Linked DNA regions of Zea mays: region 1 is linked to region 2. A link is a contact called in public Hi-C data. All regions are on one chromosome and are shown on one strand. The core of a region is the stretch at or near the end of the contact, and the rest is flanking DNA. Distances in the headings are between cores, read along the strand shown. Region 1 has its middle 35 kb from the start of LOC103635555. Region 2 holds the start of LOC100280482 (polcalcin Jun o 2).

Region 1 (5,490 bases), core at 2,954-5,453, 98 kb after region 2:
AATAATCTGACCAACTAAAAGCAACTGCTTGACTTATCCCCACATAAAGCTAGTCCACTACAGCCAAACAGGATACTTGCTGAGTATGTTGATGTGTACTCACCCTTGCTCTACACACCAAACCCCCCCCCCCCCCAGGTTGTCAGCATTGCAACCACTGCTCAGGCGAAGATGAAGCTGTGGAAGGAGACTTCCAGGAGTTCCAAGATTACGACGAGTTCTAGGTGTGGGTTAGCGGCAACCCCCAGTCGGCTGCCTGTGAAGGCCGCGTTATCTACGTTTCTTTTCCGCACTTTGATTTATTGTAAGAACTATATGGACGTCTCAGACGTATGATGTAATCGACTATTTCCCTTATTAATACTATTTTGAGCACTGTGTGATGATGTCCATATTATGTAACTGCTGTGTACGTGAATAACTGATCCTGGCACGTACATGGTTCGCATTCGGTTTGCCTTCTAAAACCGGGTGTGACATAAACCCACCACAGGCAGCTGACTGGGGGTGGTCGCTAGCCTAATCCTTGAACTCGACGAAGTCCTAGAACTCCTAGAGATCCACATCGACGCCTTCTTCTTCTTTACCTGAGCATAGGTTGCACCAAAGGCAACCTGGTGTTTGTGAAAGCAAGGGTGAGTACACATCAACGTACTCAGCAAATGTCCCGTTTGGCTGAGGTGGACTAGCTTTATGTGGGGTTAGGCTGATAGCATGTTGCTTTTACTTTGTCAAGTTTTATTCATTAATATGAGCCAAGTTTTATCAACAGTCCCCAATTATTATCCCAGAGAGCACCTCCTCATAGAGGAAATACCATAAATCCATAGTCAGAATCATCATTAATAGAACCATCATCATCATATGTAATCATTATATCTCAGATCATCTATAATCATCATATCTCAAATCATCTGTAACTCTAATCAAAGAGGATCCCAAGGCCGCTCTTAACCGTGAGCACGGCTGATATATCAGTTTCACTACCCTCTGCAGAGGTCGCACACTTTACCCATGAGCCGTGATTCCCTCTCTAGCCCGGGCTTGCAAGACCCTTATTCACTCCCAAGGTGAATGGCCAGGGATTCACTACGAAGCCTTTACAAAGATTCCCTAGAGGTCATAGCTGCCCGTTAGGTTTCTCCAGTTTGATAAACACAGTACCTCTCCCCGCAGGAGGGTGACTAAAAAACAAAACGAAAGAACCTCGGCACTCAGCCTCGGCAGAGCAAGCACTATGCCTGGACCCCATTGACGGCACGACGGCGAAGCAACTACACTTCTAGTTCCTCTAATTAATTAGCTAAGGGCACCCCATTCCACCCTCATGGTTGCACTGTTATCCCGGGTGGTCTCTCGACGAACAGGTCCTTATGGAGAGGTACTCAGGAAACAGCCTGAGCCCCCTAGAGTATCACAAGATCAACAATATAATCAGGATAACAGTATCGTATCATAAATAGTCACATCATGTTCATTGATTAAGTTAAGGCCATAGCAAAATGCTAACCATAATAACCCAAAAGGTAAGCAAGGACAAGGTAAATACAAAGCTAGTCAATCCTTAGGTTGATCATGGTATGCGGGTTGATGAATTATAAAGTAAATGGGACATAATAGGTCAAAGGACACTTGCCTTCACAAAACAGATGCTCAGGGTCTTCAACCTTGTAGAACTCGAAGAGCACGATCTAGGGATCACCCACACTTGATCGTCGATTCACTGAAGCCCGGGAATGGATCGCGTTCTATTCGTGACGTGTATCCAACATGAACAGGCACGAGCAAACAAATATACATGCATAAGCACATTATACCATACAAGGGAAAACATTATAAAAGCATGCAATATGAAATAGGGCTCGCTTCTACGGTCACGCGAGAAAAAGAAACGCAACCATCGGGGACGGTCGAGATGTTATCGCGTTTGTGTTATATGAATATGAACTAGAATATTTAACCCGTCATAAACACATTAATCGACATTTATCAAATGTGAATTAGAGCTATTACTTAGTTCCAGTTAATCTGCTACGCTAACAGCTGTCGGTTAAATGAGTAAATTAATTAATACGAGCGATTCTAAGCGAGGTGAATTAACGATGCGCGACAAGGCGCGCGGCGCGCGCGAAACAGCGTGACTGCGCGCGGACGGCACGTGCGAACGATACGCGGACACACGTGACTTAGCGCGCGGACGACGCGCGGCGGCGCACGTAATCTGCACGCGCGACACGTGCAGACAACGCGTGAGCGCGACGACGCACGCGAACAACGCGCGGACGACGCACGAAACAACGCGCGTGGCAAGCGCGAACGACGCGCGAATCAGCACGTGACCACGTGCGAAACAGCGCGCGCGACACGCGAGAAATACTAAATAGATGTCGTGTTTATACTGAACAAGTATTAATTCAAAAACATTTGAATGAGTATAACCACATATGCAGGTATTTGTAAAGCTTAAATTAAAACCATAAATTAGTTTTAATTAGATTGTCATTTTAATATCTGTCAGACAAATAAATTATTAATTAATTATTAAAACCTGTGTCGTGATAAAATAATGTTACTAACACGTAGTCGACATTATTACAAAGTTGACACGGCGGAAATGAGTCGAAACCGGTTTACGACGCATACTATATTGAATAAAATAACAATTCACGGATTATTAATGACGCGACATATGAGAACTGCTAAACACATCGCGATTACACTAACCAAGAATTAAATCAAAAGCATTTAAGTTGGCATTAGTCATATTAACATTTATTTATAAAGGGCAAGTTAGAAACACTAGATAAATTTTAATTAGAACACCAATTTAATAAACATTAGTTAAACAAGTATTTAATAAATTATTTAAAATGTGTGACATGAATAAATAATATTATTAGCGCATAGACAACATTACTATGAAACCAACGCAACTGGAAACGGACTAAAGCGAACTTTTGACGCAAAAGATATGGATATTTAATAAACCGGTGGCCTATTCATAATTAGCCATATACTTTGAGGTCTAGCAAATAATTTTCACAAGACTCGGAAAATAGTATATTAATTCTGAAAGTGTACGGGAGCTTTGTGCAAAAGGACTGGGGCTGCGGTTGTTTGGTAACATGGCTAATTCGTATTGGCTAGAGACCGACCACACGAAAGGCCACATGAAAAGTTATCACAGAAAGACCAAGATCCATTATGAGGGGGGACAGGTTTCCATTTGTCGGCTGCATGCAGCCATGCATGAGATCGCGGAGGGCTGGAGGCCTCTCGCACGCTATGCATGAGATATTGAGATCGTGGCCCAGGGCAGTTTTCTCGTTTCTTCTTCGTACGACACGCGCATGGGGGCTAGGGGCTTGCTGGCCGGGGTCGTACGCCGGCGACCAGGGCTGCGCGGCAGCTCCAGGCTCGAGTGCTGGCCAGCATGGCGTCAGGCGCTCCCGCATGTGAGGCGGCAGCTCGCGCGGCGGCGGTGTCGCATGGTGCAGCGGGGAAGACGAGATGCGCTTGAATTCTCACCTATGAATGAAGCTCGAGCGGGGCTCCCTCGGGTAGAGGAAGACGCGGGCGTCGACTCTTCAGCGCGCGGACGGGACGGGTGTGGCAGCGTCAACCGTGGGCGCTCGCCGGAGGTGACGTGTCGGCTGGGCGCATCGAGCGGCGCAGCGGATGGAGCACGGAAGCCGACGGGGCTCGCCAGCCAACACACGGCTGGACTTCGGCGAACGGGCCGGTGCTGGCACGCGGCTGCCAGAGACGGGAGTGGCCGGAGCAAGTGACGTGCGGCGACTGACGGTGCTCCAAGCGCGACGCAGAGCCGGCTTGGCGTGGCGGCGCGGTGGAGCTCCAACTTGCAGGCTGTTCTCCGAGCGCGGTGCGGTGCGAGCAGGAGCGTGGGGGGGGGGGGAAGTGGAGCACGGTTTGGAGAGGAGTGGAGATCGAGTGGGTGTTCTGGGGGTTTAAACAAAGCGTCGAGGGCATGTAGTTGCCAGAGTCCGCATGACGTGGGTGCGCCCACGCCGACGCGAGCAGAGGAGCGGTTACGGGAGGAGAGGGGAGGAGGTGACGTGCAGGTCCCACGGCTCAGCGAAACGGTGGGCATGGCGGCTGACGGGCAGGGCCCGTAGCATGCGCGTCCGCGTGCGCGAGTGTGGCTGTGCACAGGTGAACCCCTCAGGTGCAGAGACATGGCGGGCGCGAGGCCGAGCACAGGCATCTCCGCGCAGGCGCAGTTGGGCCGAAAGGCTGTAGGATGGAGAGGGAATGTGTTTTCCTTTTTTTATATTTGAATTTAGTTTTAGTTTTTGAATTTAAATTCAAACATGCTTCACAAGATTAAATGGATTCACACCAAAATAATTCATCATACAAAAAATAGATGCTCCAGCATGTGATGCAGCAACCATAATTCCCATAGAGTTTTACTTGCAAAGTTAATACATGCCTAAACAAAATAATTCTACTCTTTTAGAAAAAGAATAAAGGGATAGGAAAAGAGAGGATAACACCTGAATTTTGAGTATAAATCAAAGAAATTTTTATGCCCCAAAATTCAGGGTGTTACAAACCTAACCCCCTTAACAGAATCTCGCCCCGAGATTCAAGAAGAAGTTAGAAAGAAAACCAAGATTGGTTCATCAATTGTTCATAGCTTCTTCGATTCAACTTTGACTCTGTCGGCTTAACTCGCGGGCTGGTTGCTTTGACCTTCAGATGCTCACGACCAACTGAGACATCCTTGAGGATCCTAGGACATGTGGGTTAGGGCCAACCACACTTTCACTGTGCCACTTTGATCTTGTTAGATGATGTTGACTGCATTGCCATCATCAGGGTTCACCGCTAACCCCCTTAACAGGAGTATTGTTACCAAGCACTTGATGGAGACGCTGCCGACACTGATCTTGACCGATTTAGAGGAGCTGGAGGTTGTGTTGTGTTCATCACCACTTGCAATGCTATCTGCAGGAACTATTCTGGAGGCTGCTAACTGAGCGGGTGCAAGAGGAGAGGATAGAGAGAAAAGGGTAAGCATAGACAGATTAAAGAGAGAGAGAGAACAGGAAAAGAGAACCCAACTACCTAACTATGTTGCACTCACCTATTAAACTGATGCCATTGTGGGCAAATGGCCACAACGCATCAACACTCATCACAAAGAAGGAAATCAGCCATAACACAAAGACAAACAACACAAGCACACCACAACAATCATCTCGTTGCTGCACGTTCCTTTTAACTAAATGGTGGTCTTTTTTTAAAAGGGAAAAACTACCCTCTAAGGTCATCGAAAGACGAGGAGAAGAACAAGACATATGAGACAGGAGCATGAGCACGACCAAGGTTGGAACTGAAGCAAGACATGCAAAGTGGCAGGGGGACAACCAAGGGCGAGATAGGTAAAACAACACTCTCAAACTAAAATGGGAGAGAGGAGGCTTTTAAAATGCAGGTACAAGATAAGCATTAAGATAAAGATTG
Region 2 (4,940 bases), core at 277-2,776:
TTGGATCCCTTCATTTTAGAGGAATTAGAATTCACTCAATAAAGTAACTTATTTAGTTTGGAATTTGACATTCCACCACTTTCTAAAGTTCAGATATAAGCCTATCTCAAATTCATGGGGTGGAGGGTGGAAAATGATTTTATGCATTACTAGAATTGGTTTCTAATCTATAACTTACATGACACTCTTCGTCTCACTCCTCAATAGTAAAAATGTAGCACATAAATATCTCTGACATCTTACTAATAATAGTATACAAATATATTTTGCATAAAACCGAATTAGCTTAATTGATATATGCCTAAATTACTATTATTAGAATGGAATTCAATTCCAGTGATCCAAACGGGGCGTGAGGAGAAATTGATTTCTCTCTATTGATCCTATCGTGATCCCTAGTCACCAAATATACTAGTTTGTGAGTCACAAAATCGAAGGAGATTATAGGAGCTAAAATCTCTATCTTATTCAATTTTAAATAAAAGAGAGATTTTAATCCCTCCAATCACCTTCGATTGTGTCTCCCAAACTAGTCCCAAGATTATCCCTATCCAAGAGGGTATTTGTTTCTCTCCTAGATTATATAATTTAGATTAGAATGGAAATGTAGAAGAGAAATGTCACTTTGGAACCACAAATGAGCGCAAACTCAATATTGCAATTGATGAAGCCAAAACAATCCGTTTGGACATCCAAACTAGTAAGTAAAATGGGGGCTTTTTATGTGCTGCCGCTGGGCGTGTAAATAATCCGGACCTAGGAAACATCTCCGTGATTCCAGTGTGATCTAAATCTATAGGGCATGCATATATGTACATAGAATGAAATGAATCCAATTTTTTGTGGGGAGCGGAGCAGGGCAGAATCCTTGTTCCTAGGCACCGATCCTGCCGAATCCGCCGGCCATCATGAGCTTGAACTCGTCGAAGGACACGAGTCCGTCGCCGTTGCGGTCGACGCCCTGGATCATGCGGCGGCACTGGGCGACGGAGGCGGACTCGCCGAGGCCGCGCAGGACGCGCGCGAGCTCGGCGGGGGTGATGAGGCCGTTGCCGTCGGCGTCGAAGACCGAGAAGGCGTGGCGCAGGTCCTCCTCGACGGCGTCGGCGTCGCCGGACGCCGAGTCCATGAGCGCCGCGAACTCGGGCAGGCTGATGTAGCCGTCGCCGTCCGCGTCGGCCTCCTCCATCATGCGCGACACCTCGTCGTCGGTGGCCGCGTGGCCCACGCTCTCGAACAGCGCCGCCAGCTCGGACCGCGAGATCTGGCCGTCGCCGTTCGCGTCGAACTTGCGGAAGACGCGCTCCGTCTCGTCCCCGGCCGGCGGCGACGCCCTCCTCGCGGAGGGGCACGGGGACGAGAGAGACGAGGACGACAAGCCTGGCCGGGAGCCACCGCGCTTGCCGCTGCGGGCGCGGCAGAAGAAGGAGCGCACCTTGCCCATGGAACTGTGCGGCGGTTCCTCGACGCGCGGCCGGGCGGTCGGGCAAGGAATTGATGTCGCTGGTGATTGATTATTGGCTTTGCCGACAAGATTCGATGGAGAAATCAGCTGGTTGATGAGGAGGGAGGGACGGAGATGGGAGGACGACGGGATTTATAGGCGGGCCGCGTGAAGCGGACGCGGTTACGGTGGTTAACTTCCGTTATGTCGACGGGAGGCGGGCGGCGGTTACGCGTGGGCGGGTGTGGGGTGGGGAGGAGGAGAACTAGGATGCTGCCGGCGCTGGCAGGTGGGACAGCCGGGTCGGTCGCACCGCCAAACTTTCGGGAGCTAGCCAGCTCAAGCCGCGCGCACGCACGGTTTGGGCTCGTCGGTTTTGCAGTTCGCGCGTCAGATGACGACGAACAAACGCGTAGTGGAGATCCCCGCCCGCCGGCACGGATAGCATTTTGCGGTGGGACGCGCAGGCTAGCTGGAGATTATCCGGCGGCGCGTGGATCCAGCACCGGGATTGTTGGAACCCAACTTGCCTCCTCCCTCGACACGGGCATGGATATCAAACACGTGCAGGGGTGCTCCAGCTTAGCCGACGGATGTTGGTTGCTAAGAACATCTTTTAGAATACTAAGGTCCTGTTTGGATCGAACTAATTTTAGCACTTGGTCTCTAAACAGACTAGCTAATATATTATCTAATTGTTGGCCTTCAAATAGATTATACATTAGTCATTTGATCTTGCTAATAGATACAAATAGATCGTGTAAAGAGAAAAGACATCTAATTATTCAAGACTCCAAACATAACTTGGCTAATTATTGCTAGCTAATTTTTTTGCCGGCTAATAAGTTGAAAATCGAAAATCATATGTCCAATGCTCTTCCTTTTTCTTCACCTAAATTATCGTCATCCCGAATTCGAGCGTCGCCATCACGCAAATACACGCCACTGAGGGTTTTTCCATAATCCAATCTTGCGCGCGCTCCAACGGTTCCTTCTCGTGGCATTTCGATTGGGCGCAAAAGAATAGCTGGTGGAGTTGTTGAGCAGCAGCGATAGGAGAGCCAACGGAGGCGTCTAGGTCGGCAAGAAGAAAGTATGTCCACCTACACTGCATTATCGTCGATCGCAAGATCTTCATGTGGACTGTCGGCACCATCCATGGCCTCGGCGTCTTCATCGCCTTCATCATGATGTTCGTCAAGCTCGTCCCGCACAAACCAACTTTTTCAATTTAACCTTTTTGGGTTTTTTCACAAATACCCCATTTGCGGTTTTATTTCAAAAACTGGACCCCTGGCTCGACGCCATCATCATTGGCGCCTAGCTTCTGCGTGTCGGCACCAATTTTTTTGGCGTGCATAGGTCAGAATCCGGGCCACGGTGGAACTGACGTGGCACGTACGTCGGCGCCGTAGATCTTGCCACCGAGGTATGCGCCATGGATCTCGGCGCCAAGATCTACGGCGCCGAGGTACGCACCTATAAATATGCCCCTTCGGCCAGTAGTTTTTGTGCTCATTTCTATTCTTCGAAACGACAGACATCAACCTAAATTATTGACTTGGATCTATTGTTACTCTGTATCAAAGTAAGTTCTCTCCTTTTTATAGGTTGTTATGTTATGTATGATTAATAGGGTAATGGTTAGGTTTTGGATATCATTTTCAGAAGCATTTTTATTGACATATTATCGATTTGTAGGATGTATAGGCGCGGTAAATCTGCTAAACAAAGGTAAGTGTTGTATTAAATTATATTTGTGAGTCTATTATATTTATGATTCTTATAGATCTTATCAAAATTTAGGAAGGGTCCTTTGACCGGGACTGCCTTCGACCCACTGCCTTTGCCAACTGATGTTCTAGTGCCTATGTGTTTTTGTGGTGATCCTTGCAAGGTTGACAAGTCTGAGGATCATGACACCTATCGACAGAGGTATTGGATGTGTGCTAACTATGCATTTGAGCCAATGATTGTTTAGCGCCGGATGAATTTAATGGTGAGAATAATCTTTAAATATGTTAACAATTTGAAGACTCGAAGTGGTGCATGTTTTCTTTGCCTACTAATCATTGCATATTTTATAGACTCCTCCACCGCTTTGTGATTTTGAGCAGTGGATTGACACAGAAATCTCATAGAAAGACAAGAAGTGGTTGGAGAATCTTAAAAAGTAGGATGCATAGGACAAAAGGAGGATAGAGAAAAGGCGAGAGGAGCTTGCGGTCGAGCAACAACAGGTAGACGAGCAGGAAATGAGGTGTGTTGCTGAATACAGGGAGGAGAAGGAGAAGAAGCTTGAGCGTGCACGTCGTGTAAAGGGCGCAATGGAGGAGAACTCTGATGCATTTCGCAAGGGCAAATGACCCCGTTGCACTCAATAGTCTAGGTGCTTATTTGATGTTATGTAGTAATGAAGTTCTTATTCTGTATTATTTAGTGTCGAACAATGTTATTTGATAATGAACTACTTATTATGGATTCAAATTGGACTTTAAAAGCAATTGATGAAGACGATTTAAAACAATTGATAAAGAAAATCAACATGCTTAAAGCAATTGATACAAAAGAGTTTTCTAGTAGTGCTCCCACATTCCAAATTATGCGAACCCTTCTCCACAGTATCCTCCCATTGTTGTTGTCTGTTGTGGTTGTGGTGGAGAAGTTGGAGGACCAACATTCTTGCTATGACAAGGGAAGCAGCAATATGGATCTGAGCATACTTGCACCTGTGAACCACCTCCATTGTTGTTGTCTCTGCCTTCCTCCTCATTTAAGTTGGAGGACCAACATTCTTGCTATGACAAGAGAAGCAGCAATATGGATCTGAGCATACGATGATTTGTTTTACCGAGGTTCGGTTCTTGCAAACCTACTCCCCGTTGAGGTGGTCACAAAGACCGGGTCTCTTTCAACCCTTTCCCTCTCTCAAACGGTCACTTAGACCGAGTGAGCTTCTCTTCTCAATCAAACGGGACACAAAGTCCCCACAAGGACCACCACACAATTGGTGTCTCTTGCCTCGGTTACAATTGAGTTGATCACAAGAAAGAATGAGAAAAAGGAGCAATCCAAGCGCAAGAGCTCAAATGAACAAGTCACTCTCTCACTAGTCACTATTTGATTTGGAATGATCTATGGACTTGGGAGAGGATTTGATCTCTTTGGTGTGTCTTGTATTGAATGCTATAGCTCTTGTAAGGTGTGGGAAGTCAGAAAACTTGGATCCAATGAATGGTGGGTGGTTGGAGGTATTTATAGCCCCAACCACCAAACTAGCCGTTTGGTGAAGGTTGTTGTCGCATGGCGCACCGGACAGTCTGGTGCGCCACCGGACATTGTCCGGTGCGCCTGCCACGTCACCTGGCCGTTGGATTCCAACCGTTGGAGCTTCTGTCTTCTGGGCCACCGAACAGGCACTATTCACTGTCCGGTGCGCCATCTGGCTCTGCTCTGACTCTGGCGCGCACTATAGCGCATTTAATGCCTTCTGTAG

The links. Hi-C and Micro-C count contacts between places; a contact is called where the count stands out from the background.
Region 1: a Hi-C map of tassel shows a contact between it and region 2, with 3 times the contacts expected there. The contact joins the enhancer-like site here to the promoter of LOC100280482 in region 2. A contact is called at or near these places in 2 of 25 Hi-C or Micro-C datasets (leaf and tassel).

The regions. Positions count from the first base shown.
Region 1 is chr8:93,353,309-93,358,798 of Zm-B73-REFERENCE-NAM-5.0, reverse strand. No RefSeq gene overlaps it. Among protein-coding and RNA genes, the nearest start is that of LOC103635555, 35 kb to the right of the region's middle. Within about 2 kb of position 4,203, at least 10 of the 20 cell types and tissues checked have an H3K27ac peak or open chromatin away from gene starts, as enhancers often do. A contact at or near this core is called in leaf and tassel, where this site is marked.
Region 2 is chr8:93,448,796-93,453,735 of Zm-B73-REFERENCE-NAM-5.0, reverse strand. It overlaps LOC100280482 (polcalcin Jun o 2), which reads right to left and starts at 1,526. Exons shown (of 1, transcript NM_001153402.2): 1 at 700-1,526. The coding sequence starts at 1,444. The coding sequence ends at 875.